Regions from separate parts of the Gossypium arboreum genome. Here region 2 is linked to region 1. Evidence: chromatin contacts called from public Hi-C data. All regions are on one chromosome and are shown on one strand. Each heading gives the region's core, a stretch centred on a gene start, on an enhancer-like site or on the middle of the called end of the contact. The rest is flanking DNA. Distances are from core to core; before and after follow the strand shown.

Region 1 (6,764 bases), core at 4,112-6,611:
GTTCCGTGGCGGAAGAATCAGGGAACCCCGTGGGGTAAGGGCTCTGCTTCGAGTAAGGGAGTTCAAAATTTGAATTTGGATAAGAAGGGAAAAGTCATTGATAATCCTTATTAAAACTTTCCTAACACTAATGAGTTTAAACTCCCTTTTACTGTCAGCAACAGCTTGGGGGGGCCACCTAATTTCCTTGGCTCATGTTCAGTGCATGGGGAATGCATGGCCACGTCTGGTGCTGTGGGGGATGCAAAAAATAGTTTGATAGAATCAATGAGGCTAAGAAACGACTAAGGCAGGCACTCCCTTCAATTCATCCACTATTGAGGAGGTGTCGGGTAGCAAGGAATCATCTCTTCCATCGGGTCTTTCTACTTCTGCTATAATGTTATCAGTCGGTCAATAACCCTAATTTGGTTTTTCCTGTGGAAACTTTAGTTCATACGAATCAAGGAGTTGTGGGTGATGAGTTTGGCGCGATTTTTCCTCATCCTGAGATACGTCAGGGTGATATACTAGCTTTTAAATCTTTCTTACAATACTTATAATTATTCGTAGTCCATTCTAATATTTAAATAAGAGTATAATGCGTTTCATCAAACTTAAATCCACTGACAACAATGTCGATGTCAATCTAGCTAAAACTCAATCGCCACGCCATTAAATTTTAAAGATTAATAAAATAATATTATATACTAATCTATATCTACTATCTTTTCAACTTAATTTAAATTTAATTAAATTAATTGAAAAATAATTAATTTTTAAATTATAAACAAACATTTTTCTTCTTTTACAATTTTTAATCATTTTATTTTCTATGAGTTAATATATTTTTTATTTTTGTGCTAACTATTTTTTTTCTAGACCGTGGATTTTTCCTTTTCCCATTTTAAACTGTTTTCTATTCCATGTTATACATTTTTAAAAGTAAAAATTATATTGCATTTCAATAATAAGAATTGTGTAAATTATAAAGTTTTTATGTTATTTGATTTTTTAATTTTAATTATTTATGTTTTTATTTAAAAAACACTAAAATTGGAGAGTAAGTTGAATATGGATGGGAATATAATAATAATTTCATGTCTTTAAATTTTGATGATGTGGCAAAATTTTATTGGTGCCTAAAAATATTAGTTTTAGAAATTATAGAAATACTCCTTTTAAATTATAATTAATATTATAATTATGACAATGTTATCTCTTCACACTTTTATATCATCTTTAAATAAAAAATTACAAATTTAAGGATCGAATATATATTTAATAGCATTAAAATACAAGTTCATTACCACTTTATCTATATTATTAATTAGTACTCTACCTATATTCATTATTAAATAAATTTTAAAATAAAAACATTTTTAACATACAATATTTTCTTTCACCCATGATGACAAAATCCACGATTTCGCTAAATTAATGTTACAAATTAATTAGATATTAATTTAATTGTAAAAAGTTTAAAAGATTAAACTTATCCCATACACTCAAACTTAAACTCCCTTCCAATTATAAAAAATTTAACAAACAAGATGAGGGCTTGCTTGAAATAATGCCACACGAGTGAGCTGGTGAGCAGCCTTATTATGACTCCAATGAATCTAATGAAATCATAGATGCTGAAATTGCGATTGCAGCGAACAGTACCAAATAAAAAATCCGAACTCAGTGGTGTGGCGATTGTGTGAGTTCAAAGCAAGGAACACCTCTAAGCAATCATATTCAAAGATAATGTTATCCACAAGAGAGCTTCTCATATAACCACTGCCTTGGCTACACAAAGGCCTAACTGACCGGACATTGCCTCTACGAAAGCTCCGTTCTCATCTCGAACCTCTACTCCAAAACCAATGCGTTGGTGATCCATAAGAAGTGCTGCATCAACAATTGAATAAAATGATTAGCTCATTGGAGTAATAAACTAACTCAAAATCCTTTTCCTTCTCTCTAACACCAATAAAGTATAAAAATGGAAAATAGATGAAAATATAAAATTTATTTTGCGAGGCTAAAGTCATTTATTTAATATATAAATACATGCAACCCCTTAGGCTCTTGAGAGGCTCACCTCCTCATATACTGTTTAATATAAAACTTTTGTATTAAATAGATTAATAGATAACTAATTTTATATTTTTAATATATTTAGTGAGAATATTGTTTAGTATTATAAATTTATTAAAGATTCACAATGATCAACCAAGTTTTTTTTTTTTTCTCTTTAGGTAAAGAGTGAAGACTAGTATCAGTATTATTCAACCAATAAATTTAGAGCAAAAATGTATGCTATTATTATATATAAAGATTTTAAGTATTACTATTCAAGTCGATTGAGTCTAGCATCGGTATTAATGTCAATATAGGAAGATGTGGGTTCAAAGATTAAAAAATATTTATGAATAGTTCTAGACACAAAGATTAAAAATTGTGATGCTACATCTACGTTAACTTCTATATAAATAAATAAAATTTTAACTAAATCATGGGAGTTAGACATTATAAAACACAGAGAATCAATCAATGGACTTGATAATGGAAACCCCAAAAACACCCTTTCTTTTTTAGCAAATCAGCAAAATAATTATGCATGCAGCTGATTTGGTGAACAGGAAATTAATGCAATCCAAATCATAATTAGTTTATAATATCATATTTCACAAAGCTATGCTGTCAACATAGAATATACTTATAATTATGTGGTTTTATACATCATTACTAATTAAAGATTACCATATATGCATAAAAGATGTTAATATTTGAATCTCAAATCCAATAAACTTTATATTTGTATAATTTTTTTTTTTGTTTTTGTTTTTGCTTTTATTCTTTGAGTAAAGTATAATTTGTTTTGTTATTAATTTTATCAAAGACTTAAAAGTTGTGATAAATAGTCACCATTTGAGATATATATCGGTGGGCACTCGTTTGCTGCTCATTTCCTAACATCCCAACCTAGGTTTTCTTTCTTTCTCAACCATTAGACTTTTTCAATTAGAATTAGAAGATGTTGATACTATTAGTAGTATCAAATTAAGCCTAATAATTTTCATAACTCGACATCTATTAATAAAACGATTATATTAATATTATAAATTCAAATTTTGAGTTGACTAAAATAATAACATACAACACGCATGTATACATGTATTCAAGCATCCATGACAAGAGAGCACGCAAGCAGATGTATAATAATAACAAACTGGGGGCATGCCTAGCTAGTGGCAATAAACTTTGGATTGAGGTGTTGGGATGCAAATGCAACACCATATTAAAATATATGATATGTCTCCCATTAGATATGGGAAATTTTGCTATAGTTAGCACCGACACGTTTTCTTTTATAGGTTGATGGATTTCAACTGCACTACTCGTATTTGCTGTCAAAACAACATCTTTTGTTTCTTAGGATTTTGGCAACAAAATATGAAATTAAAATAAGGGATGGGCATGGGTCGATGTGGGTACTTATTTGCTCAATCATTACACTCGTGGCTCCTATACTTATTAAAATATAAAGCTTTAATAAAGCTTAAAGCTGATTTTGATTTGATAAATCTAATTTAGAAAAAGATTGTGACAAAGTAATGAGCATGTATACAAGTAAAAATAGATTGTAACTTGTTATCGATTAGTGGTGTTTATGAGTTAGGTCGGATTGAACTTGGGTCGGGTTTAAGCATAATAGTAATATTTTTATGCTTGTTCAAGTCCGACTCGAAATTTAAACTTAAATTTTCGCTCAAATTTGTACATATTATTTTTAATTTTTTTAATATTTATATTATTTTATTTTAATATTTAATAATTTTATACATTCTTTATTTATTTAAAATTTTTATATAGTCATCTTAACATTTTTTAATGTTTATATTATAATAGTATTATATATTTAATATAAGTTTATTTTTTTAAATGTGTTCTGAATTACATAATATATAAAAATAACATAACATAAAAATATTATAAACTTAAAACGAGTCAGGTCGGGACCTTGAATGTTCAAGCCCATCGCATATTTTAAATGAGCCTAATTTTTTTGCTCAAACCTATTTTTCAAGCCTAATATTTCTGTCTAAACCCTCTTGAATTTCGAGCGGTACTTTGAGCATGAACAAGTAACATGACCCATGAACAGGTCTACTATTGATTTAATAGTAAATTTTCATATTTATTTCAATATCGAAGTCAGCAAGAAATCCCTTCTTCTCTCTATAATTATGAATTTTGTAATACTTGTTTCAGTGCCAAAAATAAATAAATTGTAGCTTGGAAATAAAAAAAGAAATTTCCTAAATATTACTTCAAATGACTATATATAAGTTAAACTACACTATTAGTCACTAAATTATAAGTAAATTTTCATCTTAGTCGCTTAATTAAAACAAACTTACAATTTAGCCATTAAACTATACAAAAGTTTTCATTTAAATCATTGAACTGCTAATATTAATCATATATGGCTTTCTCTATTCGCACCTACATCAATCAAGAGCTCTCTCTCTCTCTCTCCTCTTTAGTTTAGTCTTTTCTCATGAAACAACTTACATCCCAAATTTGAGAATCAAAATTCAAACAACTTTTTTTTTCGATCTCTAACGCTGAGAGTCAGATCGACTTGAATATAAAATTTGTTCTTCTACTCATTGATGGGTACTGATCCACCGTATTGATCGTCGAATCATCATTTAGAGCTAATTGGCGGAACTTTAAAAATAAAAATAAAAAAACACTTAATAGCCCAATAACTTAAATAACAACTTTGGAATAGTTTAGTAGTTTAATGAAAACTTTTGAATAGTTTAATAACCAAATTGTAGCTTGTTTAATTAAGTGACCAAAACAAAAATTTACTCATAGACTAGTGACTAATGATGTAGTTTATTATTATATGTATTCACTCATTTATTTGTCATAAACCCTTTTAACTCTTGGTGAAGCATTTGCAAAACATTTGTTTGTTGCTCCTTTGCCAACAAGTACTACCGATTATTTTATCCCACTCTTCTTTGCTCAAGCCCAGACTTATTTTTGTCCATGCTTGATCCAATGGGCTTTTGACACGTGACATGATGTTCGTGATCAAACAGTAGCCTCTTTTCTCGTTGTAGAACAACTTTTAGGGTCACGTGTTATCCCGGTATGATCTAACCTTCGATCAGACGGTCATACTGGTTTGTAAGAAATAAGTAGCTCAAGACCTATATTTCTAAGTAGAAAAACCGTCACGGTTTTTACTGGAGATTAAGGGCAAAACGAAAGCTCGTCACATTGAACAAAATAATTATTTAGATTTTTATCCCAGAGCAACATAGAAAAGCTATAATGGCACTTTATAGTACGTGAGAAAGGTTGGACCATACAGAATACACTAGGTTGGTATGCGCAAAAAATAAGAAAAGTAGAGATTCCTTTCTCGTTATGAATAACAATGTATAGCCATGGGGGGCCGACAAAGATAAAGTTCATCGCATTTTCCCAGTACCATCATCATCTGTCCATAGATCAGCTTTTATTCATTCAAATTAATCCAATTACATTATATGATGTTTAGCCTAGTCATAAGTCCCAATACAACAAACAGGTTGAAGTTTAGCATAGCAATGGAACATAGCTAAGAGATCACACGGGCAGTCCAAGTCCTCTCAACAAACAAACAGATAAAGCCATCCCCATTAGGCTAGCCAAGGCAGGGCAAGGCACCCAAACATTTAAAAAATAAATCCATCTCTGATCTGAATCATGCAACATAAACCCTTTCAATGATAGTACTTCCTATTACTAGTAGTAGTAATAATAAACAATGGGATGAATAAAACAAAGGCACATATATGGATCTGACACTTGAGTGGTACACTATGCTTAGGTGAATTACTACAGTGGGTAGTAGTAATAAGTTAGAACTAGATGTTCTAATTTTTCCATTTTAATTAATAAGCTTAGGCTAGACAAACATCAATGGCTTAGAGCAATTAAAAGGAGTTGGAAGAGATTAAACACCATTATGCATTGAATTAAAACGATTGTGGGTTATTTCACAAAGAAAATTTTAGAACTTCCTATAGCTACTTCACTCCCTTACAAGACAAAGGGTTAGCTTGATACCATTCAGAAGTTTGTTGTCCAGTTAAGATGACCCAATTGAGGCTGTTGGTAAGCACCTACTTGAGCCCCAGGAGCTGCTGGAGCAACCCCAAAACCAACATTGGCACCCATTGCAGGGTTTAGATGATGTGGGTTTGCCATTGCAGCAGGCTGAGGAGGAGGATGGTACAAACCCGAGAATTGCATGTGAGTAGATTGTGTAGCAGCAGCGTTAAAAGAAGCATGGCCCGTGTGAGATGGCATATAACCATGTGGTGTTTGTGGCATATTGTAGTATGCAGCAGATTGCAAGCTTGGTACCTCCCTTGGGTTCTGCATCCAGAGATCTGATGTATCAGCCTGTCAAATAACAATGCAGTCAGCAAAGAGACTATGAAATCAAACTAACCAAGTGAACACAAGGCAAGGACAAAAGAACATTTTATTAAACCAAAGAAACACAAGTAGCATTACAGAAAATTCAAGGTGCACAAACTGAAATAATCTTTCATTTATGCTCTTAACACGCTCAATTTTGATCTGATGACTTATCATAAAAAAGCCAATTTCCATAAGTGCAAAAATCAAACTACAAAACCTATAGGTAAGGGTGAAACTCTATTGCTTGGCAAATATGTTCTTGATCATAATTTACATGTCTCCGGCTAGTCATTGACTACAGC
Region 2 (7,550 bases), core at 2,388-4,887, 77 kb before region 1:
CCCACTCTAAAACCCTAAACTAAAATTGAAATAACATGTATAATGTTTTCAATGTAAAAATTTTCAGAAACATACCCAAAATAGAAAGCCTACATAAATATCATCGAAAATTAAAATGCAATTCTGCAACAGGCTTTGGGTAATCTTCTTTTGCACAACTTTTTTACTTTCTCGAGTTAGGGTTCAATATTCGCTCTCTCTTTTTTTAGATTTTCTGATTCAAGTGTTTATTTTTTTAGGATCGGCCTTCTCATTTCTGAAACAATTCAGTTTTTGCGTGTTTAACGTTTGATGTTTTTAATTATTTTTTTAATGAATAAAAGTTTTTTTGAATTATTTTTTATTTTAATTACATGTGGAATACGTTGGCGTCGAGGTGGAATAAAATAAAATTTCCACATCAGCGCTGTTAAACATTTAACAACCACATCAACATGTCTATTAAAAATAGACCAAATTGACAAAATAAATAAATAAATGTTAGGGGTTAAAGTGCTCCAAAAAAAAAAGATAAATGGCTAAAGTGACCAAACAATCAAACATTAGGAGCTATTTTTGGCATTACGCCTATTATTAACCCAAGTCTTAATTATTGAATCAAGTACTTGAGTACGAAAATTGATAGACGAATTTAATCAAACTTGAGCTCAAGTTTAAAAATAGATGTTTGATCAAATTGAAATCAAATATCGAACTCCAATTTTAGAATTAAATATTTAAATATTTAAATTTAATTATAATACATAAAATTTACTATAAAATCCTTTTTAAATATTTATTATTTTATCAATATTAACTTTTGCTATTAGTCCTGTCACGGTAAATTGTGGATTTAATCCTTATATTCTAATTTGGTCAATTTTAATTATGTACTTTTAATTAAATAATTAATAATTTTAGTCCCTATACTTTTGAATTTTAAAATTTTAGTCTTGAACTAAACAATAACAATAAAATCCATTAGGCCAAATTCTACTATTAGTCTTATAAATTACGGATTTAGTCTCTATTTTCACTTTGATCATCTTTATATTTTTTAATTTTGAAATTTTAATCCTAATTAGTATGAAAACCTTTTAAATCCATTAAATAAAATAATGTGGCCTTTTTGTAAATATTATGCAAAAGTAGCAAGTTGACATGACATTGTATATTTTAAAATATGGGTATTGTTGTCAATGTAGAAGGATGTGAGTTCAAGTGCGTTAAAGCACATTATCCTCCTATTTACGAGTTGAAGAAGAGATATTGATAATTCTAAATATTATGTAAAAATAAACAGATATAATCATAACTTATAATAAAATTATTCAAAATAATAATATGTTTTTCGCATAAAAAAAAAAAGTATGGAAACAACGAAATTTAATATCAAGCAACTAGATTTTAATCATGACTTAAGTTTTAAAATTTTAAAAATATAAAAACAAAAATATTAAATTAAAATATATAAACTAAAATGGTAAGGTAATGCATATTAAAAGAAATAGCAGAATTTTAGATTTTATTGAAAAGAATATGGGCTTTTAAGCCCGAACAAACTTTTTGGAGCTTGACTGATTTGAGGGATGGACATCTCTTGAATGGGCTAGCTGTACTGTACATCAACATTTTGATTAAATGATATTTTTTATTCCACTTTTATCTTGATTGATATTTGTTATTTTATTTTGAAATTAAATCTCAATTTATGATTTTTGGCCAATTTTTTTTTCAATTTATGGTTACATTTGTTTAAAATCTGATTATTCACTCGAAGTTGAAAGATTTGTTTAAAATCCGATATTAAAAGATGGGGAAAAACATTATTCTTAAAAAATAAATTTGAATAAAAATATTTATTTAAAATATGGATTGAGTTTAGATTCCAAAACTTTAGTTTTCCAAATTTATAATACAGTAGACTGTTAAAATATATTAAGTTATTTATATTTAGAATTTTAATAGAATGATAAAATATATAGTTGCTTATATTTTGAAAATTAATAGAGTTTTGAGGAGATTCTAGTGGTAACATCTTTAATTTGGACTCTCTAATTTTTCTAAATTAAGGATAAGTTTAAATGAATTGTACATTTAACTGCGATTAGAGTAAAAATAATAGTGGTAATAAGATTAAGTACTGTAAATTATTTTCTTTCGATTGACTATCCAAAGTAATAGTCACTCTTTGGTTTCATTGGTTTAGGGTTAAAAACCCAAAGCCACTAGTTTTTCATTATATTCAACCGAATTTTTTACTTGTAAAATTATTGCTTTTGTGGACATGATGTGGAACGTTGCATTCAAAATTATTACCAAGTTAATAATTGAGTGATTAAAATGTTTAATTATTGTAATGGTAGTGATTAAATTGTAAATATTTTTATTTAAGTTATTAAAATGAAAATGTTTAAAAATTGGGTGATTAATTAAGTAATTTATCCTAAAATTTTTAATTTGATATCTTTAAAGGTCATTTTATATTTTTACTACTATTAACCTCATTGCTACTGCTACATTTGCATCTAAATATATATGTTCCATCACAAGTTTTAACTTTATTGCTATAATATTTAATCTCGTCGCTATTATTATTTTTAATCTCACTGTCCTTCCAAATGAACCTTAAATAAGAAACTTGATTCACTTGAATCTAAAATAGAGTATTTACATAATTCAATTATTGATTTTAAATAATATTGTAACATTCGACTCAATTGCTAGATCTAAATGTGTGATATCATATTACATTACCAAAGCAATTTAGGCTAACTCATTGTATAATCCAAAGAAATTGAGTCGTTATATATATATATATATATATATATAATCCAAAGAATCTAAAATTTTGAGTACCAATTCTTAATGACTTAGAATCGAAAATGATTAAAGTAAAAATAACTTTAACCCAAAACTGATTTCAACCTAAAATTAATTGGGTAAATTGTACTTACAGCCACTATAAATTTACAATTTAGTCATTAAACTTTAAAAGTTATAAAATGATCACTAAATTACTCAAAAGTTTTCATTTAAGTTATTGACATATTTGAAAGTTTTTATTTAAATAACTAGATCGTTAATTTTTTTTTTTTAAATTGGTTAGAGAGCTTCAATTGACAATTCGATATCTGGTATAGTAGGTTAATACATATCGATGAGTGAAATAATATACCTTAAATTTAAGTTGACCTAATGATTAGTGTTGGAGATCAAAGAAGAAAATTATTTAGATTTTAGTTCATAAATTTATGACATTTAAAGTTCTTTTATGAAAAAAATTTAAATTGTAGAAGAGAAAGATAATAATAACTTTTTATTTATGTAGACAAGATGAATAGAAAAATTTATATAACAATAATTTTAATAACTTAATAATTTAAATAATTTTTTTGAATAATTTTGAAACATTTCAAAATAGACTAAAATACAACTTATTAGCAAATTATAACATTAATTGTAGTTCACTAAATTAAATCAATCCAAAAATTCAAAATTAAATTTATCTCGTTCAGACCGGATAGAAAAGAAAAAGAGAAAGCGAACCTAAGAGAAAGTATTCTGTAAACCGTACGCAAAAAGACAAAAAGACTTTCCCGAAAAATTATCCCGGACTCTACGCCATTTTATAAAATTACACATTAAGAACATTTCAAATCCGGAACTGTATGACAGTAAACTCAGCGTACTGAAAAAGCGTGACAAAAAGGAAACTCGCATTCACTCGCCCAAAGCGCTCGCTAAAAGGAAAAGAAAAAAAAAAAACGCAAAAAATTCTCACTAAAAAAGAAAAATCCTTTACCTTATTCTCGAAGTTTCTCTCTTTCATTCGTTAACTCGCTTTATCAACTCAGTTGTAACGCATCTAACTCGCTACAAATTTGCCACGTTCAGTCCTTTTCTTGTTTGTCGTTTGGAGGGGGGCTGAGTCAACTCGGTCAGCAATCACAGTCCTATGGTGACAAACTCCTTAATTTTTTTCTTTAAAATTTAATTTTTCCTCCTCTTTATGTGTAGTTAAAATGCAATTTATTTGATAAATTATAGAAAACTGTGAGGTTTTTATGTGTTCTTTCTTTCTTTTTTCTTGTTTATTTGTATGGAAATATAATTAGATAGAGAACGTGCATATTTTACTTTAGGTTGTTAGAATTTGAGAGTTAGGGTTTCAATTTATTGAATTGGGGATTTTGGTACATTAAAAGAGCTGTTTTGTATATTTTTAAGTGGAAATTTTAATGTATTAGCTTGTTTTATCACGTTTTTGTTTACTTTGAAATATAGGTTTTATTTTTGTGTCTGTGTGTGGATTAGTATTTATATTGTACGCTGTGTTAAAATTTGGACTGTTTTCGGTGAATTTGGTAATCAATTCAAGAAAGCAGGTTATTTGACTGTTGAGCAAGTTCAAGTGACCTAATAAATTATATCCATATTGCAAGTGCAAGATTTGACTTCTGTTTGCTGTGTTTTTTTTTTCTTCCGTCCATAAATGAAAATTTCATTTTGAAATATCAATGAAAATTGATGAATCTATTCATTTGGCCTTTTTTTTGGTTTTGGTTTCCAGTTTTTGTTTTTAAGCTGCATGTCTTGGATTTTCCATGGAAAAAGTGGTTGAAGTTGAGGGGAGTGATGAAGGGAAATTTGAAGAGACTGGCCTTGAGACAAGTAACTTTGTTTTATCTTCACCAAAGAATGTTACTGATCCAGTTGTTTACAAGCTCGTCCGGGTACCTCTTTCAGCTAATCTTCCCCCCCCCCCCCCCCACTGATATACAAATAACTTGTGCCTTCTTCCCATTTTCCCGTGTAGGCATGCAAGAACCAAGAATGTTGACTTGGATTTGCTTTAGTTTGATATCTGAGTTACATTAATGTAAAAAATCAATAAGAAAGTTATTTGATTGTGTCAAATAAAATATATTAGAAGTGTTGTATTGTGTTTTCTACACTACCAGTCATTGATTATTGGTCCTTTATATATCAGCAATTTTTGGGGCCAAATTAGCTAGTTACTGGTTTGTGAAAGGCAAATGAATTTGGTGAGTAACTACCATTTATTCATTTAGAAAACAAAATGGGAAGGTCAGTATGGTCTTGAGTGCAGGTTGGGTTTTGATGACATGATGTGGTCATGTCAAAATATTAGTTGGGAGGCAATACGATATTTACAATCAGTATTGGAACAATAGGTTTTTAAAAGGGAGATACCATGTTTGAGCTTTTGCTTAGTTAAAGCTAATTAATCTCAGTTAACTTTATGTTATTCTATTAGCTTGAATCTTATTTTTGAAGTGTTCTTGGTTAGCAAGTCTATTATAAAAGATTAAAAGGAATGATGCTTTTACATATCTGAATGAAAGGGATATATCTCATTTTGAAAAATAAAATAACACTTGTAACCCTTCTGTTGGTTTTTGAAAATATCTCACAGCTAGTAGGCTTTACTCGAGAAACACACAGGTTTCTTGAGTTCTGCTAAAGTATTGAAATATTCAAGTTTTTATTTTATTGAAAGTATAGTTCATGAGTTGTGATGATCAACAAAAAAAAAAAAAAATTAAGTTCCTACCTTCAGGTTTGATTTATTCTTATTTGCAATCTGAAATTGAAATTTATTTCATACAGGTTGATGGGAATGGAAGATTAGTGCCTGCGACAGATGATGAACTCATGGAGGTTGAGGGTTTGCTTGAAAATGAGAAGCGTGAGACCCATATTGTAGCAGACACTGGGCAGGCTTTAGGGTGCAATTCTAATGAAGTGTCACCCTCTGGCATGCCTCAACTAGAAAGCTCAGAAGGTATGCTTTCCTTAGCCCTACATCATGAACAATTTTAGTCTGCACTGATGGCGTGGGCTGATTTCTTGTTGCATGCGTTTTGTGTATTTCTGTTCTGTTTCATAGAATTTTCATTTCTATTAAGCATGCAACTTACATCTTTCCCTTATATATACATAAATGATTAGATTAAAAAATGCCAAATGTCAAGTAGGTATAGACTTGTACAAGAGAAATCTCCCTGGATGTAGCAAAGCCCATGGAATTGGCTAAACCAGTACTGAGAAGTAGATTCTTAAAACCATCATTCAAGAATGAAAATACAAGCAATGCAGTATAAGAAAAGGCTAACTTGAAATTCTAGCTTTGAATTTGAAGTCGCAGTGGGTAGCTTTCTTCAAATTGTTTATTGCTGACATTACTTCCAGTCTTGCTGTGTCAGCTTTTATGCTCTCAGGATTAACATTTGCATGTAATTTTGTTGGGTAAAAGCACCATAGAGGCCCCTGTACTAGGAGTCAGATTGCATTTTGCTTCCTTTACTAAGAAACTGGACAAATTAGTTCCTGTACGTTAGATAAAAAAGCTAACTAACCCTTTCTATTAAAAATTTTATTCATTTCTATTGTTAAAAACTGGTGTGGCTGAAGAAACAACCAAACAGTTACATGTAGCGTGCCATGTGTACCTCATGTTGGCATAGAGAGACCAGTTTTTAACAAAAAAAGTGGAGAAATTCTTAGCTGAAGGACTAGTTGGCTTTTTGATCTAACGTGCAAGGACCGATTTTCCCATTTTTTGAGTAGAGGGGGCCAAAAGCAATCTGACTTGTAGTACAAGGGCCTCCATGGTGCGTCTTCAATTTTGTTGTGATAATCTTAGATATTTTAATCTTCTGAATGATTAATATTTGCCAGGTTTGTCACAATCTGAGAACACAGAAGCTGATACCGAAAAGTTAAGTGCATACCTTGAGGTATTCCCAATTTTTTCTGTGCTTGGATTCTTAACTCTCTTTAAATGGATTAATGGAGATGCTTATCATAGTTGCATGTAAACGTTGCTTAGTGCTTAGTCTCTGTTTTTTCTCTTGAAGATCACTTTGTCAAAGCTTTATTTTTTACTTTGAGCCGGGAGAATATGTTATAATCTACTAATGGATTTTGATGCTTTAGGAGGGCCTTAATCCTTAATTTTTGGCATTTATACTCCAATTTTAGGGGAAACTATCTCCTTGGAATTCGAAGAACTTCTGTCTTGTGAGAACAATTGTCTAGTTGTTAAACTGCTACATATTCTAACAGCTACTCAGCCTTGAACATTGTACATCCGTACATTCTTTTTTGTTCTTATCATTCTCATGACTTATTCTCTCTCCTCCCTTTTTTTAAGAAGAAGAAATGAAAGCTACTTCTAGTTTTTTCTTTGTAATTTTTAATTCAAATAATCTGACATAGGGGATAAAGATTTTTTTTTTATGTACTCATGTCTACATGAGTATCTTTTTCAATATTTAAAACGGGTAATGATTTCATCAACTACATGCTAGCTAATAAGAAGGGGTTAACAGTCCTTACTTAGAGAACAGTGTTATCTTCTTTCTTTCCCTTTTTTTTTTTGGGGGGGGGGTTGAGTGGATTGTTGATATATACTATTTTATACTATAGTTTTTAGGTTCTTTCTTTTTTCTCACTGTATTTGATCTTTCAATGTTACCCCCCCCCCCCTACTTGTACATGTTCAAGCATGTGGTTGATTTGAAGTGAGTTGTTTTAGCATTAAT

The links. A called contact is a pair of places that touch in the nucleus more often than the background predicts.
Region 2: a Hi-C map of leaf shows a contact between it and region 1, with 3 times the contacts expected there. The contact joins the promoter of LOC108489264 here to the enhancer-like site in region 1. A contact is called at or near these places in 3 of 5 Hi-C or Micro-C datasets (all in leaf).

Annotation. Positions count from the first base shown.
Region 1 is chr10:5,462,303-5,469,066 of ASM2569848v2, reverse strand. It overlaps LOC108489256, which reads right to left. Exons shown (of 10, transcript XM_017793659.2): 10 at 5,508-6,441. The coding sequence ends at 6,106. Among protein-coding and RNA genes, the nearest start is that of LOC108488655, 6.0 kb to the left of the region's middle. Within about 2 kb of position 5,361, at least 2 of the 2 cell types and tissues checked have an H3K27ac peak or open chromatin away from gene starts, as enhancers often do. A contact at or near this core is called in leaf, where this site is marked.
Region 2 is chr10:5,537,218-5,544,767 of ASM2569848v2, reverse strand. LOC108489264 reads left to right here and starts at 3,637. Exons shown (of 9, transcript XM_017793669.2): 1 at 3,637-3,940; 2 at 4,553-4,715; 3 at 5,614-5,788; 4 at 6,685-6,743. The coding sequence starts at 4,587.